Linked DNA regions of Gossypium hirsutum: region 2 is linked to region 1. The links are chromatin contacts, called in public Hi-C maps. All regions are on one chromosome and are shown on one strand. Each heading gives the region's core, a stretch centred on a gene start, on an enhancer-like site or on the middle of the called end of the contact. The rest is flanking DNA. Distances are from core to core; before and after follow the strand shown.

Region 1 (6,194 bases), core at 660-3,159:
AAATATTAAATAAAAATAATTATATATATTTTAAAAAATAATATAGGCAAATTTAACATATTTAAATAAAATTTGAAATCAAAATTCAACAACTTTTCTTTTAATTCTCCCTAAATTAATTGCAAAGGTAATTTGGTGTTTTTATATAACCAGCAACTAAACCTTTTAAACAACTTCTAACATAAAAAAAGTGATGAAATGTATGCTTAAACTTACCAGATAAATGATTGAGCATGACATAAATGGCTTTCAAAGAAGAACCATTGAGAATAGAATGTGGAATCTCCCCATTTAAGCTCATATTTGGTGCTGAAAATATCTCCAATGAATGAATATTCCCAATCTCCCATGGAATTTCACCTGCATATGTCACCATCCACTTCTTTTTAGACTTTCAAATTTTAGGCACCATGATATGAACATACCAATATTTAAAATGTTTAATGTTTATAATTAAATTTAAATGATTTTTTTTTTGCCAGACAAGACTAAGGTAAAAATTATTTTGTCCAAGTTTTACCCATAGACATCTCTTCTCTTCAAATATCAAAATTCTTTTTTCATGAGAAATAAACACAAGAAGCTCTAAATCGTCAATGATTAAACAAAGCATAACAAAGAAAGGGAATATGTGACTAAGGCTATTTTCTTTTAGGCCATTCTATTAATTTTATAAAATATATTTCTCTCTTTTTTGTTTATTTTATTTTTGCAATATAATAAAATAAAAAATAAATGTTAATTAATTAGAAATACCTTCTAAAAAATTAGGACCTAAATATATCTCCCTGAGTTTGGTTAAATTGCCGATGCTCGTGGGAATGAGTCCAGTAAGCCTCATATCTACAGCGAAAAATATCTCCAAATTCAACAGATTTCCAATTTCCCAAGGGATCTCACCTGTTCAAATAACATAAATCAAGTTGCCACACCCTCCAATCTCACTTTATGGATTATTTCATTTCTTTTTATACTCTAAAATATCATCACTTTTTTTCTTTAAAACTTACCTTCTAAATTATTTCCACCCAAATATAGCTCTGTAAGTGCAGTTAGATTTCCGATTCTCCTGGGAATGCTGCCACTCAACTGATTGTAATCTAATAATAATCCTTGAAGATTCCTGCATTCATCTATAGTTGCTGGAATCTGACCTGACAACTCGTTTGTGCCCAAGTAAAGTGCCTCCAAATTGGGAAGATGGTGGCACATATCATCTGGGATTTTACCAGATAAACTATTCAAGGATAAAGAAATCTTTCGCAATGAAGAAATGTTGTAAATGGAAGAAGGTATAGGCCCATAAAGCTTGTTCGATACCAAGTCAAGTGTTCTCATATTCAAAAGATTACTTATCTCGTGAGGGATTGCTCCAGTCAGATTGTTATTGCTGAGAACCAAGTCTGAAACCTGGTTTAATCTTCCAAATGATGATGGGATTTTCCCGGTAAAGAAATTGAAGCTTAAGTCGACGAGTTTCAGACGACTCAGGTGCCCCAACTCTCCCGGTAAATCGCCATGGAATCCATTGCCACTCAAATTAAGAGAGGCTAAGAACGAGAGGTTCCCTAATTCTGGAGGGATAGTTCCGGTAAGATTCATGTTGGGAAGATTCAAAGCTACGATTCTGTTATGCCTAGCACCGCAAGTGACACCGATCCAGTTACAGAAAGAGTGGCTGGTGGTCCAGTTGTCGATTAGGATGCCATAAGGATCATTGATTTGGTGTTTAAATTCGAGAAGAACAGATTGATCGGTGGTGAGGTTTCTGGTAGTCACGGCGTAGCTGACCATGAAACAGTGGAAGAACATTAATGCCGATGAAAGAAAATGGAAATTGGACATGTTTATGGGTTTGGGAAATGATGAAAGTGGAAGGGGGTCGTTAAGAAAGCATGTTTAAAGCATTGGTTAAATAGGAGGATTAAACTCCAAGCGGAAACTCCTTGGTCTTCGCAACAAACAAATTAGCAGCTTTTGAGTTTGGACCACATAATTTGCCCATCACTCCTTTGGCTTTCTCTTTCGCCCCCTTTATTATGGCACACCGATTCACATAGAAGGTTTATATGAAAAAAACTACTTAAGCTATGCAATATTTTTAGATAAAAGTTTGAAGGGAGTAATGTATTTAGGAATGATTTGTATTTTGGTTTTTTTATTTAAAAAATAGGTAAATTAATTTTTATATTTTTTGAAATTTGTAAATTAAATTTTTTTTTTAGAATTTTATTTGTTAAATGATGATGTGAAACATTAAATTTATTCTGAAAATTATTTTTTATGGATAAATTAAAAAATTAGTCACTCAACTAAGTCTTTCGTTCTATTTGATCATTCAACAATTAATTCTTTTGATTTAGTAACTAAATTTTTTAAAATTAAATATTTTAGTCACTCTAAACTAATGTGAGCTTTTTTATTGGTCTAGTAATAAAATTATCCTTCTAATTTTACACATCCTATCAGTTTCATCCTAAATATAAAAAAATGAACAAATTTAGCCTTCAATATTTACAAAATTTATCATTTTAGTTCTAATTCTAAAAAGTTTAATAAATTTTATCCTCAACATTTACAAAATCTATCAAATTGTCATTTTTATTTCTTTTTCTTTTGAATTATTTTTAGCTTTTTTTTCTTGTAAAATGGAAAATTGTAACGAATTACTTAAGAAAATTTTTGAATTTTACAGGGAAAAATCATTTAATGTTTTGAATTTTTTTCCTTTTTAAAATTAATTTTAGTTTTTCCAATAAGCGAAAACATGTGATTTTACACAGAATTTGGGTTTTTATAGAAAAAACTATTTTATCATTTTAAAAAACGGAAAACATGGATTTTACATAAAATTACTTAAATTTTTATAGGAAAATGTCATTTTACCTTTTTTATTTCTTTTATTTTTTTCTTTTATTAGAAGTACTTTTAACTTTTTTTTTGTAAAAAAACTTGAATTTTTCCGGGAAAAACCTAAACTTTTACAGAGAATTAAGATATAGGGAAAAAGTGAGTTTCATCTAAATCATTGAATAACTCAATTTTTAATAAAAATCCTTTTTGGAAAAAAATAAAATTAATTTTAAAAATAAAAATAAATAATTAAAATATAAATTTATTAAAATTAGGTGACTAAAATAATTGTACAGCAAATTTGAATTAACAGTGATGATCAAAATAAAAATTTATTAAAGTTGGATAACTGAAATAAAAGAGGTTGTTAATAACAGCACATTCCCAAAATAAAAAATCTATAAAAGTTGGTCCCTTTATATAATAACACAAAACCCTTTAAATAAAATCGATGAACAGAATAAAAGATTTTGGGAATTAGCATGCAAAAGGTTTCTTGGCCAGCCACTTGACTAAACCACGATTGGTGAAATCGAAAAAGATCCCACGCAACGCCACCAACAATTTTTTCCATTAACAAATTGTTTTTTTTTCCTCGTTGATGGAAAAAGTATGACCCAATTTTCCAATTGCGCCGCCCCCTTATTTCCAAATGCAGGAACTAAAGAATTTTTTAACCTATTTTTTTTTACTTAAATTTTTATTACTACCATAAATAATACTTGTAACTTTTCAAACTCGACTTTGATGTTATACTCGAATTTAGAATATTACATTAGTCACCGAGATGATTTTATATTGATCAAAATTTATAAAACAACCAATTTAAAATATTTATTTATTTTAAAATAAAAACTTAATCTATTTTCAGAAAAGCTCACAGTAAAAAAAACCATTTAGATTAACTATGTAACTATGCCTAGTTTTCTTTTTAAAATTTAGTTAAATTATTATTTTTTTTATTACTTAAATCATTAATTAAACTTAGCAGCTGAAAAAGTGATAATAGTTTAGATCTTTAATAAAAAAATTGAAGTTCATGCATTATTAATTAATATTCATATTTCAATGTCCTAAAAATCAATTAAATGTCATGCATGCTAAAAGAAAATAAATCCGAAGTCTCATGTCATAGTTCAAAATAAAATAATATAGTCTCTAAATAATAAAAATACCAAATAATAATTTTAAAATATTTTAATAAGTAAAACCGAGCTGAGACCTTTCGGATGTCGTGTCTGAGTTCTAACCTAGTGGGTTATCTACAAAAATGGAAAATTAAACGGGAGTGAGCTATGAAGCTCAATTTGAGTTCCATCACAAAAAAAATCTGTGCAACCGATTAGCATACAAAATCACATCAAACAGAATAATTCACAATAGCAAATTTCAGTATATCGAAATATCAGGTCATTCAATAATTTATACATACGTATATATATGTCATCGTAAAAAATTCAATGTGTATGCACATGCTTTATGAATGTCATAAATTTTCAGTTTAAAAGAAAAGATCCTAACCCACCACTACACACCGAGTTGTGGTTTTAACCACCAATGGTTTGTAGATAATGTCAATGGTTGTGGACACACAACAAAATCCGGAAGATGGAATTTGCCTCTGGCTGTGGGTACACAACAAAATAATGCAGATAAAAACTACCATTAACTGTGAATGCACAACATGTTTGCAAGTAAGAGCTGTCAATAGGTTGTGGATGCACAACAATTAACCCGCAGATGGAATCTGCCTCTGGTTGTGGATACAGAGCAAATACCTGCAAATGGAATCTGCCTTTGGTTGTGGATACAGAGCAAATACCCACAGATAGAATCTGCCTCTAGTTGTGGATACACAGCAAATACCCGCAGATGGAATCTGCCTCTAGTTGTTGATGCACAACAAATTTGCAGATAAACTGCCAATCTTCCTCCGTACACATCGTCCCACCCCATGCAATGCAATATAGGAAGCTCAAAATGGATCAATACGATAGCATTTAATTATGCTTTTAACAGAACAATACAATAACAATCAATATGCTTATAACAGTTCAACACAGTAGCAAATAATATGCTTATAACAAATCATTTCAATAGCAAAAGTCATGCTTATTAAGTGTTTAGTTTAACGATAGTCTTAAGGTAGGTTGTAAGTACAATCACAAATTCAGATACAATAGATATATATATTATTAACAATTCATGCAAATATACATAACATTAATTCAGCCAATTACATCATGGATTCTAACATTATTCATACTATTATGGATTTAATTGAATAAAATTAAACACTAAAAATAATTCAGAAACCATTTAGGGAGTAAACTAAACAAATCATAAAATTCTGGGCAAAATTGTAAAACATAAGACACATGGCCGTGTGGAAGATCATGTGGAAAGGTCTAAGCTAAGTGGAGGGGTTACACGACCGTGTGACATTTGCAAAATTAAGCTCTAGGGGAGATACGATCGTGTAGCTGGCCGTGTGGAGGGTTATTGGCTGTGTGGTTCACAAACTAGCTTAGGGTTTCAAGGAACATGATTGCGTGAAGGGCTGTTAGTAAACTGTATGGCCCTATTTGTAGACACGGTTTGCCATAATTCGCTTGTAAGAGAACATACACTTTTCATCAGGATTTTGATCGACGTTTCTCGATTTCAAATCTAGTCTGATGCACCTAAAACAGGTCCTTCAAACGAAAATTCAAACGGGTTAACGTTTGTTTTCCATGATTTATCAAGATTTAACGTATTTAATGAAAGATTCATCAAGAACTATGAAATATTGACAAATTGATTTGAAAGATTAATATTGGATAGAAATGCTTTGGGGGTCTAAACTTTAGATCGAGATGTACTTACCGAACTTGATGGAATTATGAAGACTATCAACGAAAAATTTAACAATAGGTAGAGAATCAATTTTATCAAGAATTGATTTGACATGGAAAGCAGAAATAATTTTAACAACAAAATATGGAAAACTTGATGTAAAAGAGGAGAAGGAAGAGAAAAGAAAGAAAATCCTATTTGGGTTTGAAGAGAATACATAATCCTAGTTAAATTGGGGAAAGTTGGATTAAATATCTAGGGTTTGGGAACCCTAGGATGGCAAGAGAAATTTTCCCAAATTTTTGGGTCAAAATTTAAATGAAAATTTAAAAGAAAAATAAAAGGGCAATTTTGAGAATAAGGTGGTTTAAACTCAAGCATACAAGGGGAAAGGAATAATGTTTAACCATTGGGCTACTACCCACTCTTGTTAAATTTTCAGTCCAAATAATATTATTTTGGTATAGATTTTACCTTAGTTTGTTGAAAGTTAAAGAAAAGAA
Region 2 (6,037 bases), core at 3,059-5,558, 200 kb before region 1:
GCGGGGAGACAGCAGAGATAGTCTTATGATCTGTTTTTGTCCCACCCTTTGTATTAATGTTGAAAACAAATAGCTCAGTTTTATACCAATCATTCCACACTGCTATAGAATTACTCTACAGCACTTATTTACTAATAATTCTTAATTTCATATCCTAAAAATATATAATTATAATTTCAATATATAATATAGGCGTACTAGAAAACCACAAAAGATACATAGGACATTCAAGCAGTAATTTTAAATGGCGTGGCAGAGTGGTGCCGGATTGGATTTTCTTTTCTTTCACACATTTTAGTTTATTCAATGTACATAACTGGTATTTCTAGAATTGTTAAGTATGAAATGAAACCCCTTCCAATGACATATATATTTATTTTATTCAAAGTACCTAACTTAAAAAAGGAAAGCAGCTAGGGCAGACATTTCTACTGTTAAATCCGACTTATATTGGTTTGATTGATTGTGATTATGCAAATTCAAATTTAATCTTCAAATGTGTTAGTGTGTTTTTAATTAAATTGCAGGGAATTGCTTAGGGGGCCTTTGTATTATGTTGCGATGTTGATGTTATGTGCTCTTGCGTTTTGGCGTGAATCCCCTGTCGGTGTCATCTGCTTGGCAAATATGTGCGGCGGTGATGGTATCCAATCTCTTGTTCCTTTATTATATAATCAATAATTATACTACAATATAAAATATAATATAATATGATATAAAAGAAAAAGTAAGGCTAAATTGTTTAATTTTTTATAAATTTTTATTTTGGGCACTGAAAATTTAAAAAAAAAATGTATTTTAAGCACTACCGTTAAAAACGGTTTTTATTTTGGTTATCGGCTATTAATTTGGAGTTAAATTATGTTATTTATATTCATTTTAGTCAATCAACTTTAGTAGGTTTTGAATTTTCATTTAATGTGCAATTGCATAATGAACTTTAATTTGGTGCAATTACACATGTGAAACTCTGATTGTGGTTCAAATGTATACTTGAAACTTTAATTTTGATTTAATCATACACATTTAAAGAAATAAATACATCAATTTATTTTTATATTAGATAAATATAATTATTTATGTATGCAATATATAAGCATAAAATGATGTTATATGAACAATTGTGTTAATAATTTATAAGAATTGGATTAAATCAAAATTTTCATATATAAAATTACACAAAACTAAAGTTCATGTATACAATTGCACATTAAACCATAGTTCATATATAGTTTTGAGATTTATCCCTTTTTAAAAAAAAACTGAATTTTATAGGTAATTAAGTTATCCAATTGTAGAGACTTTTCCATTTTATTGAAAAAAACTAAAATTAATTTTAAAAAGTAAAGAAAATTAAAAAGATAAAATGATTTTTCCATATACAACTCAAGTTTGTTCTGTTAAGACAAAAAGTGATTTTAAAAAGAGAAAATATATAAAGGAAATTGAAAAAATAAAATGGTTTTTTCTTGTAAAAACATATTTTTTTTATAAAAATCAAGTAATTTTGTAAAAGAAAAACTAAAAATTAGTTAGAAAAATTGAAAAGATAAAATGATTTGTTTTAGCAAAAACTTCTGTTTTCCATATAAAACCCTAGGTAATTTCATTATTAGTAGTTTAATATTGAAAAACTTATAGAAAGGAGTGTGGTAAAACATTGTCCTTGATGCATTAGTAGTTTCATCATCAATTTGCAGTTATTGAGTGAAATTATTAATGCCATCTTTAGGCATTTATTTGGGTACGATATGAATTTGACAGATTTAATATTCTGGATTCAGATAATTTATAAAAATTAAAAATAAATATTGAACAGAAGATACCCATTAAGGTATTTTATTTTAATATTAAAAACTTATAGAAAGGAATGTGGTGGACAGGTTTTGCAGATATAATTGGTAGAAAATATGGGTCGTCCAAGATTCCTTATAATCAAAGTAAGAGTTGGGTTGGCAGCATTTCCATGTTTGTTTCAGGATTCATCATTTCTATTGGGTGAGTTCCATTAATTTCCTACAATTTAATATTGCAATTTTCTTCTTTCTTAAAAATTAATATTTCAATTAAGGCCCTTTAGCCTCTTAGTTAAATAATGGCTATTTTAAATTTATTAATTCAATTTCAACCTTTTTAAGATAAAACATTTAATACAAAATTTTATAATTTTATCTCAATTTCCGAAACAAAATAATTGGTTACATATAAGTATATTTTATTTTACTACAAATTTTTCATGAATTTAAAAGACTATATCTCTAAACTAATGTTGCATTGACTATGAGTGTCAGGTTAATTGCAGTTTTGATTATGGTACTAGGGAATAAAATAATTTTATATGTTAATTATAGGTAAAAACTAAATTAAATCAAAATTTAATGCATATAATTACATTAAATCAAGTTGTTATATCATATTATTTATTGAATAAGAAATTATATGGTATATATTCCAAAGTTTTGTCCAAATATTAATGCTAATAAAAGTTTGTGTTGGTGAATGAATGTAGGATGCTGTACTACTACTCAGCTCTGGGTTATTTACAATTGGATTGGGGGTATACAATGCATAGGGTTGCTTTAATTTCTCTAGTGGCAACTGTGGTTGAATCTCTTCCAATTACCATGCTAATAGATGATAATATTTCTGTTCCTCTCGCTTCCATGCTTGCTGCCTATTTAACTTTTGGTCAATAATTTCTTCCTGGCTAATCTATACTTTTATATTCGTTTTATTTCTTTTACTTTTTCACAAACTAAGATTGTCGTACTCAAGTTTAGATATGTTAAGTGTAAGAGCTCAGTTTTACTCGGGTCCAATAATAAAACAAAAAAAAAATAATAGTCCATTTACAAGGCTCGAGGACCAAAAAAATTAAAAATTATTACAAGCCCAAATACAAAAAGAGGCCTAATGGCCGAAATCATAATCTTTCAGCAGAACCCTAGTTACCCTAGCCCTTTGCCGTGCCGCTCCTCGACGTGTCAGCAGATGCGGTGCTCGAAACCTTCCCCCTTGCACCAAGATGGCAGCAACAGTCCCGTTGACTTCCACCGCCCTTGCAAGAAACACAAAAAAGAAAAACAAGCAAAAACAAGCAATCGAAAAAAACATAATTGTAATATTATTTCGGTCATAAAAACTGATCTTTGTAAGACGCAAAAGAGAAAATACAAAAAAAGAACAAAGTTTTAAAAGGGATGGTGCAACCCATAATAAGATCTAAATATAAGTTGTTGTCCTAAATAAATGGTATTTTGAAAAGTAGTAAACAATTCTAACTGTTAAATACTAATATATCCAAATTAACTAGCTTAATAGATTAAGATTTTATTCAATTAGAAACATATCATAAAAAAAAAATTCCTAGTTGTGTCAATAAGATCATGAAAATCATTTTGATTTATCTATCTCCTATTTTACATATAATAGATTTGTTTGAACTTTTAATTTTTTTTGGGATTGGGTCTTATATTAAGAGGTTTGGGAATGATATTATTTACCAATTCAATTTATTCGACCTTTTCATTAAGTTTGGTTCTTATTTATATATCCTTATCTTATATTCTCTCAAATTTAAACAGTATGATACTATACAATAAAATTAGATTTTTAGTAAGTAGTATATATCTTAGGATAAATTATGTTTAATTAAAACGTTGCATATTAAGAGTGTAAGTATTATTTGAACCATTAAGATAGTTACTCATATCTCTACTAAGTAAAGAGGTATATTATATATATTTTTTATTAAGAACAACGCATAAAAATATTAATATCTATGTGGGAAAATAAAATTTTTGTTGTTCAATGGGAACATGAGAATTAGAATGTAGGAAAACTAAATAAAAGATAAGAGAAATTAAAATTTTCACCCTCATAAAATGCTTGGCAGAAATAGAGAGTAGTAGTAATCAGAAGATTTTGTAGTGAAATTGTTGAAAATTATTGATAAATTATACGTCAAGATGATAGGTTAACAAATAGGTTCATGAAAAAATTACCCAAACTATATATTTGAAATTTATCCCCTAACATGAGGACACATATCATTCCTTCAATGGATATAACTCAATATCACAAATATAAGTCAATCGTTCAGAGGATATAACGCAATCCCTCCGGAGATATAATCTAATCCTTCAAAGAATATAAGCAAACCTTTCACCACACTCCATCATCCTTTTTGGGATCTTTATAGCTAGTGGTTACAATTAACGTTTAGAAGATCCAGATCCAATACACTATACTTCTTGGATTCATATGAAGGTTCTCACCACGTTAATTTATAACTTGGCTTAGGCCTAAAAGAGAATATATTGATATACTAGCTAACCAAAAAGAAAAAACCCAAGATAGCCAAATGGGTCATATGGCCCAAAACCTCAACAAATACAAATAAAGCAATTCGACTCTAACATAAAACAGGCACTGGACCTAATAGATGGTGTTAATGAAGGATTAAGATAAGCTCAAATGTAATCATTGGTCTAAGACTTAGAACGCAGCTACTGAGAAAGGATTTCCAACTAAAGGTAAGACCCATATTTTTACCCTCTCGTTGTCTTCCTTACCTTCAAAAAAAAAAAAATCATCAAACCATCATTAACTTATGCATTGAAGAGTATCCATAGCACACATTTTGGCGCCCCATAGTTCACCTTTCATTTTGCAAGTTACGCCCGTTTGACCCATTTTTCCGTCAGTCCAATATTGTCCTAAAGCGGTTGGAACAATCATTTATTAAAGTCAATATTCAATTGGTTTAAAATTTAAAAAAAAAACTTTTTTTTTCTAATAAAAAGGTTTTTTTACATTAATAACATAAAATGTAATTACGAAAATAGGTAAGTTGCAAATTATTTATGAGAATAGTTTATTTTAAACAATATTCTTAGGTGTGGTTAATGTATCAAGCGACACCAACTTAAAAAATACCTTCATTATGAGCCAATCATTTCAGATGAGAAAAAAAATTAAGTGATGTCGCCACTTTGTTAGGTGAGACCGCAAATTAAAAACCGTATTATTAGTATTTTCTTAAAATACTGAAGAAATACTAAAAAAATATTATTTTTTAACTAGTGTCGTCTGACACATTAAAGGCACGGATTGGCATGTGTAAGGGTGTATATCGATCAGTCACATCAACAGTAGTGGTGCTGCTTAATAGGGTGGCAACACCAACTTAGTATTTTAAACCTTGCTTCCCTACCAAAAAAAAATACAAATCTCTTATTGTTTTTTAGTTCTGAAACAAACTGAGAGAAAAAAATGACTTATTAAAGTTAAACGAGAGAAATTTTATGTTTAAAGTGGTGGAAAAAAGTCTCAAACTTGGGTCCCGACAGCTATTAGAAATCAAGATTGAAATCGAGAATATTTGTTTTTCATTTTAAAAATCAAGTTTGAGTCGGTAATGTTAGTTAGTTTTTTTTCATGTAATTTCATTTTATTTTACTATTATGTATAATTATGTCACCATATATTGATAGTAATTTCTAGTATGACATGTAAATTATTTTGTTGGATACAATTTTTTTATTGCTTTAATATGGTATGAATGGTTTTAATAGCAACTAATATATATTTTTTATTTTTAATATATATTAAAGGTTTAGTATAAGAGATGAATAATCAATTCTTTGTTTATGTCCATTTAGATGGGGTAATTTGCTATACAGAAGTTGGTAGTATATTTGAATTGCGCCATCAAATAGGAACGAAGTTTAACAAAAGTGTAAAACTTGATGAAATCAAACAAAAGATTGGTGCAAAAATCACTCAACGTTGTGGGAGGAGGGTGTCCGGATTATTCTACAAATTTCCAGTTCAGTCAAATCCATGCAAAATAAGGAGATGTGACAAGGATGATGACGTGGAGACTATGACCACATTGTATTACTCACATGGTAACGTTGAACCAATTGAGTTGTTCGTTGAGTTAGCGGATGTTGAGTCATTACAAATTATCACTCTATTAAATCAACAATATGGAGTTCATGACCCGTGTATAGAGGTTCTAAGAGTGTCTGTG

What was found. Hi-C and Micro-C count contacts between places; a contact is called where the count stands out from the background.
Region 2: a contact with region 1 is called in a Hi-C map of leaf, with 2.9 times the contacts expected there. The contact joins the enhancer-like site here to the promoter of LOC107904335 in region 1. A contact is called at or near these places in 3 of 34 Hi-C or Micro-C datasets (hypocotyl and leaf).

Annotation. Positions count from the first base shown.
Region 1 is chrA05:36,569,261-36,575,454 of Gossypium_hirsutum_v2.1, reverse strand. LOC107904335 (probable LRR receptor-like serine/threonine-protein kinase At3g47570) reads right to left here and starts at 1,909. Exons shown (of 7, transcript XR_001686197.2): 1 at 1,011-1,909; 2 at 757-900; 3 at 217-360.
Region 2 is chrA05:36,773,187-36,779,223 of Gossypium_hirsutum_v2.1, reverse strand. It overlaps LOC107904332 (phytol kinase 1, chloroplastic), which reads left to right. Exons shown (of 6, transcript XM_016830671.2): 4 at 528-643; 5 at 1,884-1,998; 6 at 2,510-2,734. The coding sequence ends at 2,696. Among protein-coding and RNA genes, the nearest start is that of LOC107904332, 4.7 kb to the left of the region's middle. Within about 2 kb of position 4,308, at least 3 of the 9 cell types and tissues checked have an H3K27ac peak or open chromatin away from gene starts, as enhancers often do. A contact at or near this core is called in hypocotyl and leaf, where this site is marked.